Linked DNA regions of Gossypium arboreum: region 1 is linked to region 2. The links are chromatin contacts, called in public Hi-C maps. All regions are on one chromosome and are shown on one strand. Each heading gives the region's core, a stretch centred on a gene start, on an enhancer-like site or on the middle of the called end of the contact. The rest is flanking DNA. Distances are from core to core; before and after follow the strand shown. Region 1 holds the start of LOC108469985 (AT-hook motif nuclear-localized protein 9-like). Region 2 holds the start of LOC108469035 (mediator of RNA polymerase II transcription subunit 2).

Region 1 (6,141 bases), core at 2,919-5,418, 190 kb after region 2:
AATATCTAAAAGTCATATTAAAATAAGTCTAAAAATCTATATTCCAAAATCAATATAAAAATCGAGAACCAAACTAAGGTAGTGTTGGAAAGCTACCTAATAATTAGACTTAGATGAAATTGCTTGTAATTACACTCGGTGGCATGTTTGGTTAACCATTGTAGTTGGTGTGTCCCATCGAATTAGGTGTAATCAGAGCACCTCAGTTACACTTTTAATTCTTAGAGAATAGTGAGAATTAGAGTAATCACGTAGGTAATTACAATCAAATCTAATTTTAAAAATTATTTTAATACAAATTATAAAAATTATATTATAAGCATGAACGTGTATGAGTGTTTGAAATCATTAAGAAAAAAATTCTTATATTATAAACCTTAAAAACTATATTATAAAAATAATTTGTGAATTTTATAATGTAATAAAAATATATTATTTAAATCCTAAAATTTCTAATGTTTTGATTAAAAAGATATTATAAAAATAATTTACATGTTATAAAAGTGTTACAATATATTTATTTATAAAAATTATGACCAAGAAATATGGATATGACTTATTTTATGTGTTCATGTTATATATTATAAAAATAATATACTTATTCAAAAGAAAATGTTATAGTTTTTTTTACCATAACTTATCTATAAAATATAACTTTCTAAAGTTATGAAAAAATTATATTATTTATAAGAAGTGTTATAAAAGAGGAAATTTCTCAAAAATACTGATTTTTAAAAAAAATTACTGAATTAGGTCAATTTTTGAAAAATTTTACAGAACTAGGTCGAAATAACTGGAAGTGTTTTTAGCGGATTGGCAGAAAAAGGCTTCTAGCTAGAAGTGTTTTCCTTCTGGTCCTATTTTCTTAGGGTTAGGGTTTTGATTTTTTAAGTAGGGTTATTTTGTTGAAAATGAGTGGACGAATTAATACTATTTTTTATTACAACAGTGAAGTCTGTGACACTGAGAATGGGGTTATTTTTTATCGAAGAACACAAAGCAGTTGGCATTTAACTCAAATATACAATTGCAAGAGCTGTGTGGAAAAATTAGGAGAAAAAATCATCGGATCCAACTAGATGAGAGTATTGTCACTGAAATATCGATTTTGTGCTTCAGTCGACCTAGTCAAATATGACGCTTTTGATATCATAGGCACAAGGGGGTTGGAGGCAATGGTGCAGATACATATTGCTAATGGATTACCAATACTCAAGTTATATATGGATTTTGCAAACACAGATGAAGGCGCTTGGAGGTCAACATACGTTCTAGTTTAAGAGGCCGAAATGAAAGAAGAAATCGAGAGTCCATCAACACATTTGTGTGGTGGGTCACTACTTTGTTAGAAAGTTCCTATTATGATATCCCGAAATAATCAATAGGAAGACACTCATCAATTTCAACCCTAGATTTCAACTGTGGTAGACAGAACGTCCAAGAATTGGGGTTTGGTGGTAATACAAAATACTAGACCTTGACACGGCACTCAGTTAGTGGTTTTGATTTGAGATTTTTCTATTCAAATGGATTAGAGATTTTGCCATTACTAATTTCGAAAAACAAAAAATAAATTGTAAAAGAAAAAATAAAAAAAAAAACCTTAATACATTTTTAATTAAAAAAATGAGTTGAGAGAATAAAAATTGAGTGAGAAATTAAGAAGGAATTGAGAGAAATTTGAGAGAGATTTGTGAATCTGAGACATAGATAGTTGAGATTGAATTGAAAAAAAAAGAAAAGAATTAGGGGTTTATATAGAAAAAAAAAAGAGCTATTAGTGGGAGGTTTCAATGGCTATTTAAATAACCATTGGGTGGGGTAGCTATTGGGAAATTAAGAAGGAATTGAGAGAAATTTGAGAGAGATATGTGAATATGAGACATAGATAGTTGAGATTGAATCGAAAAAAAAGAAAAGAATTAGGGGTTTTTATATATATAAAAAGAGCTATTAGTGGGGGTTTCAATGGCTATTTAAATAACCATTGGGTGGGGTAGCTATTGGGACAGGTAACCGTTGTGGAAAGCGCTTCCAACTAGAAGCGTTTTTGTTATTTTGACCTAATCTTGTAATTTTTCAAAAAATCAGCCCATTTAGTAATTTTAAAAAAATCGATATTTATAAGTATTTCTCCGTTATGAAAATTATTAAATACTTTATAAAACTTTATTTATGAAGGTTATATATTATAAATAATATATTATTTTTACTTAATTTACGTATTATAAAAATGATATAACATAGCATAAGTCGTTCTCCCGATTAAGTTTATATAAGTTCTTTTGTAATTAAAGCTACAAATTATTTGGACTGTGAACTCGAATATTATAAGGTTGATGTTAATTATGTAAAAACAAAAGATATTCTTGCACCATATTGTAGGATATGATACCTTTTGAGAGAATGATGCTAGATACAAGCACCACAGGCAGCTCACAAACTCTTGATGCTAGATGCAAGCACCACAGGCAGCTCACAAACTCTTTTATTTGATACATTCGATGCTTCAAAATGTGGTTGAGCAAATATTTGTTGTTCTAAACATATATTTATCATATTAACAACGTCATCTTGGTATAGCATAAAAAAACAAGGTTGAATCGTATTAGCATGTTGCATATTTTATAACTTCAATCATAGATAGAATTGGAATGATCTATACTTCAAAAACTAAATGGAAGAAGGAGATCTTAACAATCATAATGATGCATATTAAAAATTAGATAATGATGATAAACTTGGTCAATGACCAACAAATAATGATAAAAAGCATATGTTAAATATTAAAGAGAATAATTTGAAAAATATGTATTAGGAAACAATTAGATAAAATTATATATAATTTTTATTTTTCTTGTTACTTGTAATAGTAGTTGTATTATCAACTACTCTTTTAGGCTAACATAATACATATTATGATTTTATTTTAATTTTATTTTACTTGTTTAGAAATTATTTTATCATATTAATAATATTTCTATAGTAACTACAACTTCTATTACTAAACATGATCTATGAAATTACAATGTAATTACAATCTATCAACCAAATACATATAAAAATTATAATTTTTGGCTTAAGGGTGTATATATCCTCAAACTTTTTCAAAAAGAGCAATTAAACCCTTGCTTCTTCTTCTTTTTCTTCTTCTTTTTTTTTTTTTTTTGCACTTAATTGGATATTTGAACTTTTAAAATGCATCAAAAATGCCCTCAAACTTAAAAAAAAACAATTAAGCCATTTTTTTTTTGCACTTAATTGGGTATTTGAACTTTCAAAACGTATTAGAAAGACCTTCAAACTTTTTGAAAAAAAATAATTAAGCCCCTGAATTTTTTTCACTCAATTAGATATTTGAACTGTAAAATACATCAAAAAGGTTCTTTGGCCGTTAACTTTAACAATTGACTATTAAAGTTAATTGCTCTAATTTTTTTCAGTTAAAGCCACCTCATGTCACAATCCTGGCATGACATGTGGCAAAAAATTATAAAAAATAAAAATCAATAAAAGTTATAAAAATTATTAAATTTTAATAAAAATATAAAATATTTTAATTTTATTAAAAATTAGAATGAAAATTGTAAAAAATTATAAAATATTGTAGAATTTTATAAAAATCATAAAAATTAAAAATACATAAAAAGACCTTTAACCATTAACTTTAACCGTTGATCGTTAAAGTTAACAACACCTGTTTTTTTCAGTTAGCACTATCATGTGTCGTAACACAATATGACATGTGGCGGTGGCTTTAACTAAAAAATTAGAGGTGATTTAAGTACTCAATTGAGTGTAAAAACCAAGAGCTTAATTGTTTTTGAAACAATTTGAGGGCTTTTTTTTATGTATTTTAAAATTTTAATTACCTAATTAAGTTAAAAAAAGTAAGAGATTAATTATTTTTTTAAAATTAACATTTTTGATATATTGTGAAAATTTAAATACTTAAACGAGTGCAAGAAAAAAAAAAAGCAAGGCCTTATTTTTTTTGAAAAAAATTTAAGAAACCGAATTACGATCCTAGACAAATGTCCGCAGACGTGTCATTTATATCTTAAAACATCTCAAAATTAAGATGTATTTTATGTCTGTTTAATTATTTATGAATAATAAAGATTTCGAAAGTCGTGACAATTGTAATAGTGATTTTGAAAATTCGAATTTGAATTGAATGGTATGATTAAAAGTGGCATGTAACCTATCACACATCCAACACCAATTACAGCAACTCCCTTCCTCGCACTGTAGAGAGGAAAGCAAAGATAAAAGAAACTTTTTTGATAGCAAGAAAGAGAAACCAAGAACAAAAAGGAAAGAAACAGCTTTTATAATGGAGGAGAGAGAGAGAGAGAGAGAGAGAGAGAGAGAGAGAGAGAGAGAGATTTAAGGAGAAAGAGAAAGCTCTGCCCTAGAAATACATATGCATCCCGATACGTACCTCTGTATGCAAAGGGAAGGAGCTTTTTTTTTTCTTTTTTCTTTTCTGTACTGTAAGTAATAAATAAACGCCTTTCTTCTCACCTTCTTCACTCGAAAAATGGCCTCTCTTCTTCATTTCTCTCTCTGCTTTTAATTCCCTTAACCTCCGTCAATCTTTCCTTTTTGAAAACAAGGTAAAGAACCCATCTTCTTCACAGCTTCCTACTTTCAAAAGTCTGAACCTTTAACCCTAGTTTACTAATGTAAGTTACTTTTTTTTGGGAAAAAAAAAAGGAGCAAAAAGTTCAACCGTTTCTGCTTTGTTTCTCTTAGTTTTTCTTTTCAACTTAGTTTGACTTTATTTTATGGCATTGTCTTCAACTTTTGTTTGCTTCTTTCATTATTATTATTATTATTATTTACATAATTATGTTAGGGAGCAAATCGCTTTCTTTGGGTTGTGATTTTTGAAGTGTGTTAAGGTCTGGGTTTTAGCTGTGGAAGATGCTTTGTCTTAAAGGTTGGTGAGTGTGTGGACCTGGTTTTTAGTTTCCCATCTCCTTTATATCTTTAACATGACGCCTTTTTCTTCGTTTCCCGTGGTTTGGTAAGCTGTAAAACAGCTTGCATTTTTGTCTCTTTTCCTTTAAACTTCTCACCTCTTCCCAATTTTCCACTCTTAATCTTTGTAATTTCTTCATTGCTGTTTTCGCTACTTACTTTCTCTAATTATGGCGCTTCATTTTTTTCATGTCTAGATTCAAAGTGCTTTGCTTGTAAACGCTAAATGCATCTCCTTGGTTTGTTTTCTGGCTCAATTCCCTGATCTTTTGCATGCATCTTTGCATTTTAACTTGGAAAACCATCAAACATGTTCTAAGATCTATATGCTTTTCAGCTGTTTTATTTTCACCCAATTTGGAGCTCCTTTTTAGTTAATTTTTTTGTTTGAAAGTTGATTTTGAAGGCATCATTCAAGTGTATAGGTTATTGGAGGTGAATGCATGGATCGAAGGGATGCCATGGCATTATCAGGGTCTGCATCTTACTATATGCAACAAAGAGGAATAACCGGGTCAGGGTCCGAACCTGAGTCTGGGATACACGGATCTCCAAGCATTCATCCGTTCTCTAGTCCAAATGTACAATACCAATCAAGTATTCCAGTCACTACTGTGGGATCAACCTTAGCTATGGAGTCTCCATCAGGAATCGCCCCTCATAGTGTCAATGTAGGCACACCTTCAGCACAGCCATCTAGTGAGACAGTGAAACGGAAAAGAGGAAGGCCACGAAAGTACGGTCCTGATGGGACTGTTTCGTTGGCGCTGACTCCTGCATCAGCTCCTCATCCCGTGACCACAACGCCGGGCCAAAAACGAGGAAGAGGGCGGCCACCGGGTACCGGAAGGAAGCAACAGTTAGCTTCCCTTGGTAAGACATTTGGCCTATCTCTTCTATAAATGTGTAGAGCATGATTAGGGGGAGTGTAGCTTGAAGTGGCAGTTCAACTTGGTGGAATAAACCTTTTTGGCATATTTTAAAAAGGATTTTGTAGTGTCCACATATTTTAGTAATTTGATTGTGTAATATTGCCAACTGATCTGCTCCCTATTTTTTTACTGATTTGATTTAAAATGCAAGCTGAGTAGGGTCAGAAGCTGCTTTGGCTAGAAATAACTTAATTAATACATTAAGAGCTTATTGGCCTCACTA
Region 2 (6,305 bases), core at 1,361-3,860:
TTTTCAAGATGCGACGTCTCCTCAAAGATCTTCGCCCTCATTTCATCGATGTAAATTTCCAAATTACTTCCCTTTTCTGTCTGGGTTTCATTTTTCCTTTTGCTGCATTTGGCATTAAAAGAAAAACCTTCTGTTGATCAAGTTTCGGTATAATTGGGTTGTAATTCTTCAAAACCTGATTTGTATTCATAAATGATTTCTTTGATGTAATTTTAACTAATGGAATAGTTGTTCAAGTTTAAATCTTGACCAGTAGTTGAATATTTGTTTGATTAGACTTGACAATGTAAAGGGATAATTCTCTAGTGTGAACTTGTATAGTCATATACAGTGTGATTGTTTTCGTTTTATTTTGTTGCTTGGCTATTCTCACTCAAGAATTAATCGTGCTTGAAAATTGAAATAGCTTCATCAACCTGGAATGCATGTTTGAATTATTTTTATCTTCACATAGCTTTATATTCATAGGACATTTTATTGATATATGTTATGGACTTTTTTATGTTTCTTGAAGGTTCTTCGAACGCCTGATTTTCGAAATTCTAAGGCTGTCAACGAAATTAAAGAAAGTAAGCGAATGGCACAAACACACACTGTTAAGTTTTGAAACTGTTGGCTCTGTAATTGTTGTTAACTACAGTCATACATGGATTTGATCTTTATTGCTATCTGTTTGCTTAGGATATCGGAAAGGAAAGGTATGATTCATATTGTTTGTTTTTCATTTATTAGCTATGATTAACTTCGAACATTTCCTGTTGAATCACTAAATTTTATGTGTAGTCACAAAATGTTGCATAACTCCAATTCGAGTTAGCCTAATACTCTGAGCCCTATTTGACTTGTTTAACCAACCTGTTAGATTAGACCATAAGGATAGCATAGTAGTGGATGGTGCAAGTTTGGATACCCACGTATTCAGATAATATTTGGATATTAATATCCAACCCGCTACCAACCCTAGTTAGATATTGAGAAAATAGTTGAGAAACAGAGTATCATCAGGGCAGGCCTGCCCTAACTTTCACATATAAATAGTTTATTCCCAAGTTTAGCATAAATTATTGATGGGTTTTAATATCCCTATGTCTTGAATCTCTTCTTTCATAAGCATCAATTCTCTTAAGATCGTATCATGTATTTATGTTTGATTCACAATTTGGGTTTAATGTTGTTTTGAATTCGTGATTTACAATCTGCAGATATGAAGCTTTTAGTGGAGTTATACAAGCAGGTAATGGCTGAAACAGTTCCCATAGAGAAATGTAATAATGCAGCAGTAAACCAACAAGTGCCAAGTGAATCTGGAATGAAGCAGAACCCAGAAGAGCAGCCGCAACTTGTTAAGCCGGCAATATCTTCCGAAAACAATGCTTTTCAGTCAAGTAGTGTCTTAGATAAACAACAATCCGAAAATGGTGAAGTTCCCGGGTCATATATTGTTGGGGGATCAGCATTCGGGTGGAACTTTATCACCTTTACGGGTAACAAACCAGTCTATTATGGAGTAACCAAGGAATTATTTCGTAGTGCTCAAGCAAGTTTAGGTGAGTGAAGTGTTTCTGATATGTATTGTTGGCTAAATAATGACTTTAACAGTAAATGCTTTTGGAGCTCTACCTTAATATTAACATCAAATGATTGTAGTGAAACGTGCTTATTAGGGTTTCAAGACGTATGTACGTATGTATGACTTTTTGCATTGCTCGATACTGATCTTTTTATTAATAGCATTACAGAATAAAGAAATAAAGGCTAGAAAGCCCCTGGGACAAAGGAACAAGTCCATAGTTAAACATAATGTAAAGAATCGGTACGATAGCTTGATCGAAAGTCCAGTAGTAGACCAAGAAAACTTGTCGTATCCTTACATCTTAAGATATAGAGGATGACAAAATCTCGCATCCTGTGAAGGCGACGGCCTCAATCAGGTCTCCCTCCAAGAAAAGTTGAGGGCCTACACAAGGCCAAGATATTATTTCTCCAAAAAGTCCTCTTTAAGCCGGAAAAACAAGCGGAGGCAAAGGAGACATCTGACAACCAACAAGGAAAGGGAGAGGAGGAAATGGAGGGAGAAGAAAGGGGGGGGGGGGGAATGGGGAGATATGGAAGAAAGAGAGAAGAGGGAGTTTGGGAGAAGGCCAGCATGGAGGGGGCGATGATTGGTGACCAACTGGCCACCAAGGAAGCGCAAAAGGGTAAGACCAAGGAAGAGTGAAGGAGGAGAAGCGTTTAGGGGAAGAGTTTTTCGCAATGTATTACTTTCAACGAAGTAAAAAATTACAGACACTCGTTTCGTTGTTATCCTTAAAAAGTTCCTCATTAGTTATGTAAATGGAGTAAATACGTAAATTGCAAAGTAATTAGACACAGAATATTAATGTTTATAGGTTGGATCAAGTTCAAGTTGAGCTAATTCATAATATCAATATCATATAAACACAAAATATTAGTTGAATTAATTTATAATATCAATATTATATGTACTTAATCTTGATTTGGGTCAAAATATAAACCTTAAATGTTATACAAACTCATTCATGGCTAATTAGAGTGGTTTAGACCTAATCATAATATTAGTGTCCTTGATGTTGATTTTCATCTCATTGCCATTCTTATCAAAGATAACCTCACCCCCCCCAACCCATTCAAATGGACCCAACGGTGGCCAATGGCCATAATGTCAGACCCAAAAGTACAAAACCACCCACGTCCTAAAAACCAAATAAAGAATTAAAAGAAAAAAAAAACCACCCAAATAAAGGTTAGGGTTAGGTTTAAGCACAGAGGAGGAAGAGCAGTGAAATTGGAGGCGGTGCCTACAAAGGAATATGTCGAAGAAGAATAATTTATCTCGTAGGAAAAAGCAGCACGAATTCGATCTCCAAAGTACGAATTTCTTCAATTATTTCCCCTTTCTCATTTGGGTTTTCTTTTCAGTGATTTATGATTTGTATTTGTCTTGTCGAATTAGGGGAGAGGGAAGAGAAAGAAAAGAAGGTTAAGAAGCTTCAAGCGAAGAAGAATAAGATGAAGGTAAAGGCATTTTATTCTTTCATTTGTTAATAAATTTTATTTATTTAAGGACTTATATCATGGATAAATCTGTAATGTTAATTAGGTTGATGGTAGTGAGAAGAAAAAGAAGAAAGGTGGAAGTGGGTTTCAAGTAGGGAAAAGAAAATTGAAGACCAAGTTAACTGAAGTTGCTAAAGCTAAAGCAGCTCAAGCAATGGAGCTTGACAAATGAGCTTCATGGTTATGTAATTTTAGAGGGAATATTCAATATCCTCTTCTTATTCTTCTTTTTTTATTTTATTTTTATTTCTGTTAAATTTTGATTATTGAGATGAATGCATATGTTAGCTTGAGAAATGAGAATCTTTTTGGGTATGACAGCATAATATTGGTTAATGAATCTATTTTAGCAAATCAATTTTCTTAGTTAAAAATGTGTATCAGTTTGGAAAACATGGAAAGTGAGATAATATAATTGCTTCCATTGATGGTTGTTTAAGTGCTAGTGTGCAACAGTGCGTTAAAGAGGATGGCAATACTTTCTTATGAATGTTTATATTAAGGTTTTAGTAAATTTCGCTAGCTATTTGATGAAGTTCAACTTGGCATGGTAGCTTACCCTTTTCGTTTAACAGCAAGTCGAATGTAATGTTTTTGTTGAAGAGTTTTATGATCTATGCTGTGGCCAATGGTGGAAATTTTGGGAAATGCTGATGACATTTGATGAATAAATTTGGAAAGATAGGAAATTGCTTTGCATGTTTGCATTGTTAGTAATGGGTAGATGGGGTAAATCAAGCCGTCGGTTCAGTTGCAAAACTTGCGTGGGTTTTTAGTTCTTTGGCATAAGATTTAGGGTGGTGGTCTGGTTTTTTCATAGTTCATTGTTGAATGATCAAATATTGAATGGTATAGAGTTTCATATTGTTGTCTTTCTTACTAGGAAAGGACATCTAATGAAAAAGTTTAGCCAAGACACATTAACGTGCCTCTGATCAAATGGGTTTGAGCTTTGGATGAACTTTTTTTGCTCCTTGTTTTTTGGTTTGAGAAAGGACCATTCATAGATTAAGGAACAATTCGATACGTAACATGCCCTTCGGAGTCAGCTTGGATCAAAGGGATCAAACATTCAATGGGAAAAGTATACAAACAAAAGTAGATTTTGCAGATGGGGAGCTTGAAAACTTGCTTCCAAGATACGCGAGGGCATCCGCATACCTATTTTCTTTGATGTTCGCATTTTTTGCCAAGGGAAGCCCATCACGTAGAACCCACAGCTCTGCCTTCACAAACTAGAAAGAAAAAAAAATGGGTTTGAAGTCCATTTCATCATTGACCAGTCTAGTCTTTGGAATTTTTCTAAACAACTTGCTCTGCTACTATTTTTGTGTCTGCAGGTTAGGTGAAATGTGAAACTTTTTAAAAGTCAAGTTTGGTAATAAGAAAAAACCAAAGCAACTTGTCTTGACATTGGTACTAAAATGTCTGGACCTGCCGACCATATGCCAAATTTCACCATTCGAAACAAATTTTAATCTTCTAGTTCTTGATTTTTTTTTTTAATTTTTTTTTTCTGAAATCAAGCCAAAACTGACGGCAAAATAATTAAAAGACAAGAACTACTCAGTGCGGCAGCCTATGTTAGTTTTTTCAAGGACAAAGTAATATTTAGTTTTTTTTTTATATTGATTTTAAAATTTTTTTCTCACTTTAGTCTGTTTTCTTTTAATTTGATCCCAAAATTTGATTCTACTAAGATATGATGATATGACATTTTGAGATTATGTTATAATATTATTTGAAATTTTTTAAAAATATTTTTATAATATTTTAGATTTTATATAAATTTTGAAAATTTTAGATGATGACATGCACTACCTTAAAGTGTCACTTCATTATGTTTTAATGGAATTTATGTTTAAGAACCAAATTAAAAATTTTGAGATCCAGAATTAATGAGGACAAAATATATTCGAGTATCAATTTAAAAAAATATAAAAATTTGGGTCTAAATGTTATTTTATTTTTTAGTGCACTTTACTTTTAACACCCTCACCCCCTAAAAAAAGTAAATGAGTCAACCATGGTCTACGCAGAATAATAGAGTAAGAAAAGGCACCAACAGTACTTATTTTGTCCGGGATTCGTTGATGGTTTGTCAACGTCATCCTGCAGGGCGAAGTGATGAATTCTATTTCAATTTAAAGAGATAAAAAAATAAAGATTTTAATTTTTTATTTATAAATTATGTTGTTGTTTTGATTTTTATGCTATTTCGTTGAAATATTTAAATTTAAATTTAGTTTAATTGATTCTTACAATTATGTTTAAATTCTTTTAATAAATTTAAGTTTATTTATTTTCATTTTATTGTGATTTATTCTTAGCAAAATAATTAATTTAAATTTGGCCGAAAAGAACTTCTGGCATTATAAACTATTATCAAATTATTGTGTATGGTTTAATTGATAGTTATATTTCGTCTTTAAGAAAAAGATGGCAGCTCTACTTTCTACCGTAAGACCTTTTAACTGATCGCAATTAGGATTATGAATTTAGATATTCCTTTCGAATTCTACAAATTTAAAAAAATATTTGGATTCAGATACTAAAAATATTATTGATAAAAATTAGATGTGGAGTTAATTCCTCGGATATTTATTATTTGAATCCGTATTCGATATTCGAATAACAGATGTGGATATCTGATTTCAAAATTCGCCTCTACTTACCATGCAAATCTAAATTCAAATATAATGTTGAAATTTTTTTGTGGATTCAAATATCTAACGTAAAGTTAAAAATGTTAAATTCAGGCTTGAATATCCATTGGATATTGCTATTTAATTCAAATTTGGATTTGAATAGTAAAAATTGGATAATTTGTGGATTTAAATTTTAAGGCAGATTTGCGGATTAAATTCGAATGATCCAGAATTTACAAATATCCAAACCGCTATCATCCTTTATGATTATCTCCTAGGGTTTCTTGTAGATTTTTGCTTATATTTTTACTTCCTCTTAAAACTGTTTGCTGCGGGTTTTTTCTGTTTTCTATCATTTTTAGCTTTGTTCTCGAGTTTTTGGGGGTCCTTTTGGGTGGTGGGTTTTGGTGTGTTTTTTTTGCTAATAATAATTTTCTTGGGGTGCTTGCATGGCTTCTTAACCCTCTGTGTTGTGTCTTGTTCCTCTATCATTTTAGGTTCGTTGGTGTTTGCCTTAATTGTATTTTTCGTTCCTAGTGGTTTATTGGTGCCTTATTGCTTCTCTTCTCTGTTGTGATC

What was found. A called contact is a pair of places that touch in the nucleus more often than the background predicts.
Region 1: a contact with region 2 is called in a Hi-C map of leaf, with 5 times the contacts expected there. The contact joins the promoter of LOC108469985 here to the promoter of LOC108469035 in region 2. A contact is called at or near these places in 2 of 5 Hi-C or Micro-C datasets (both in leaf).

What each region holds. Positions count from the first base shown.
Region 1 is chr8:24,578,832-24,584,972 of ASM2569848v2, forward strand. LOC108469985 (AT-hook motif nuclear-localized protein 9-like) reads left to right here and starts at 4,169. Exons shown (of 7, transcript XM_053018048.1): 1 at 4,169-4,619; 2 at 5,184-5,225; 3 at 5,393-5,859. The coding sequence starts at 5,430.
Region 2 is chr8:24,388,060-24,394,364 of ASM2569848v2, forward strand. It overlaps LOC108469035 (mediator of RNA polymerase II transcription subunit 2), which reads left to right and starts at 2,611. Exons shown (of 3, transcript XM_017769924.2): 1 at 2,611-2,889; 2 at 2,975-3,036; 3 at 3,122-3,375. The coding sequence starts at 2,832. The coding sequence ends at 3,250. It overlaps LOC108468880, which reads left to right. Exons shown (of 3, transcript XM_017769747.2): 1 at 1-50; 2 at 515-569; 3 at 1,203-1,652. The coding sequence ends at 1,555.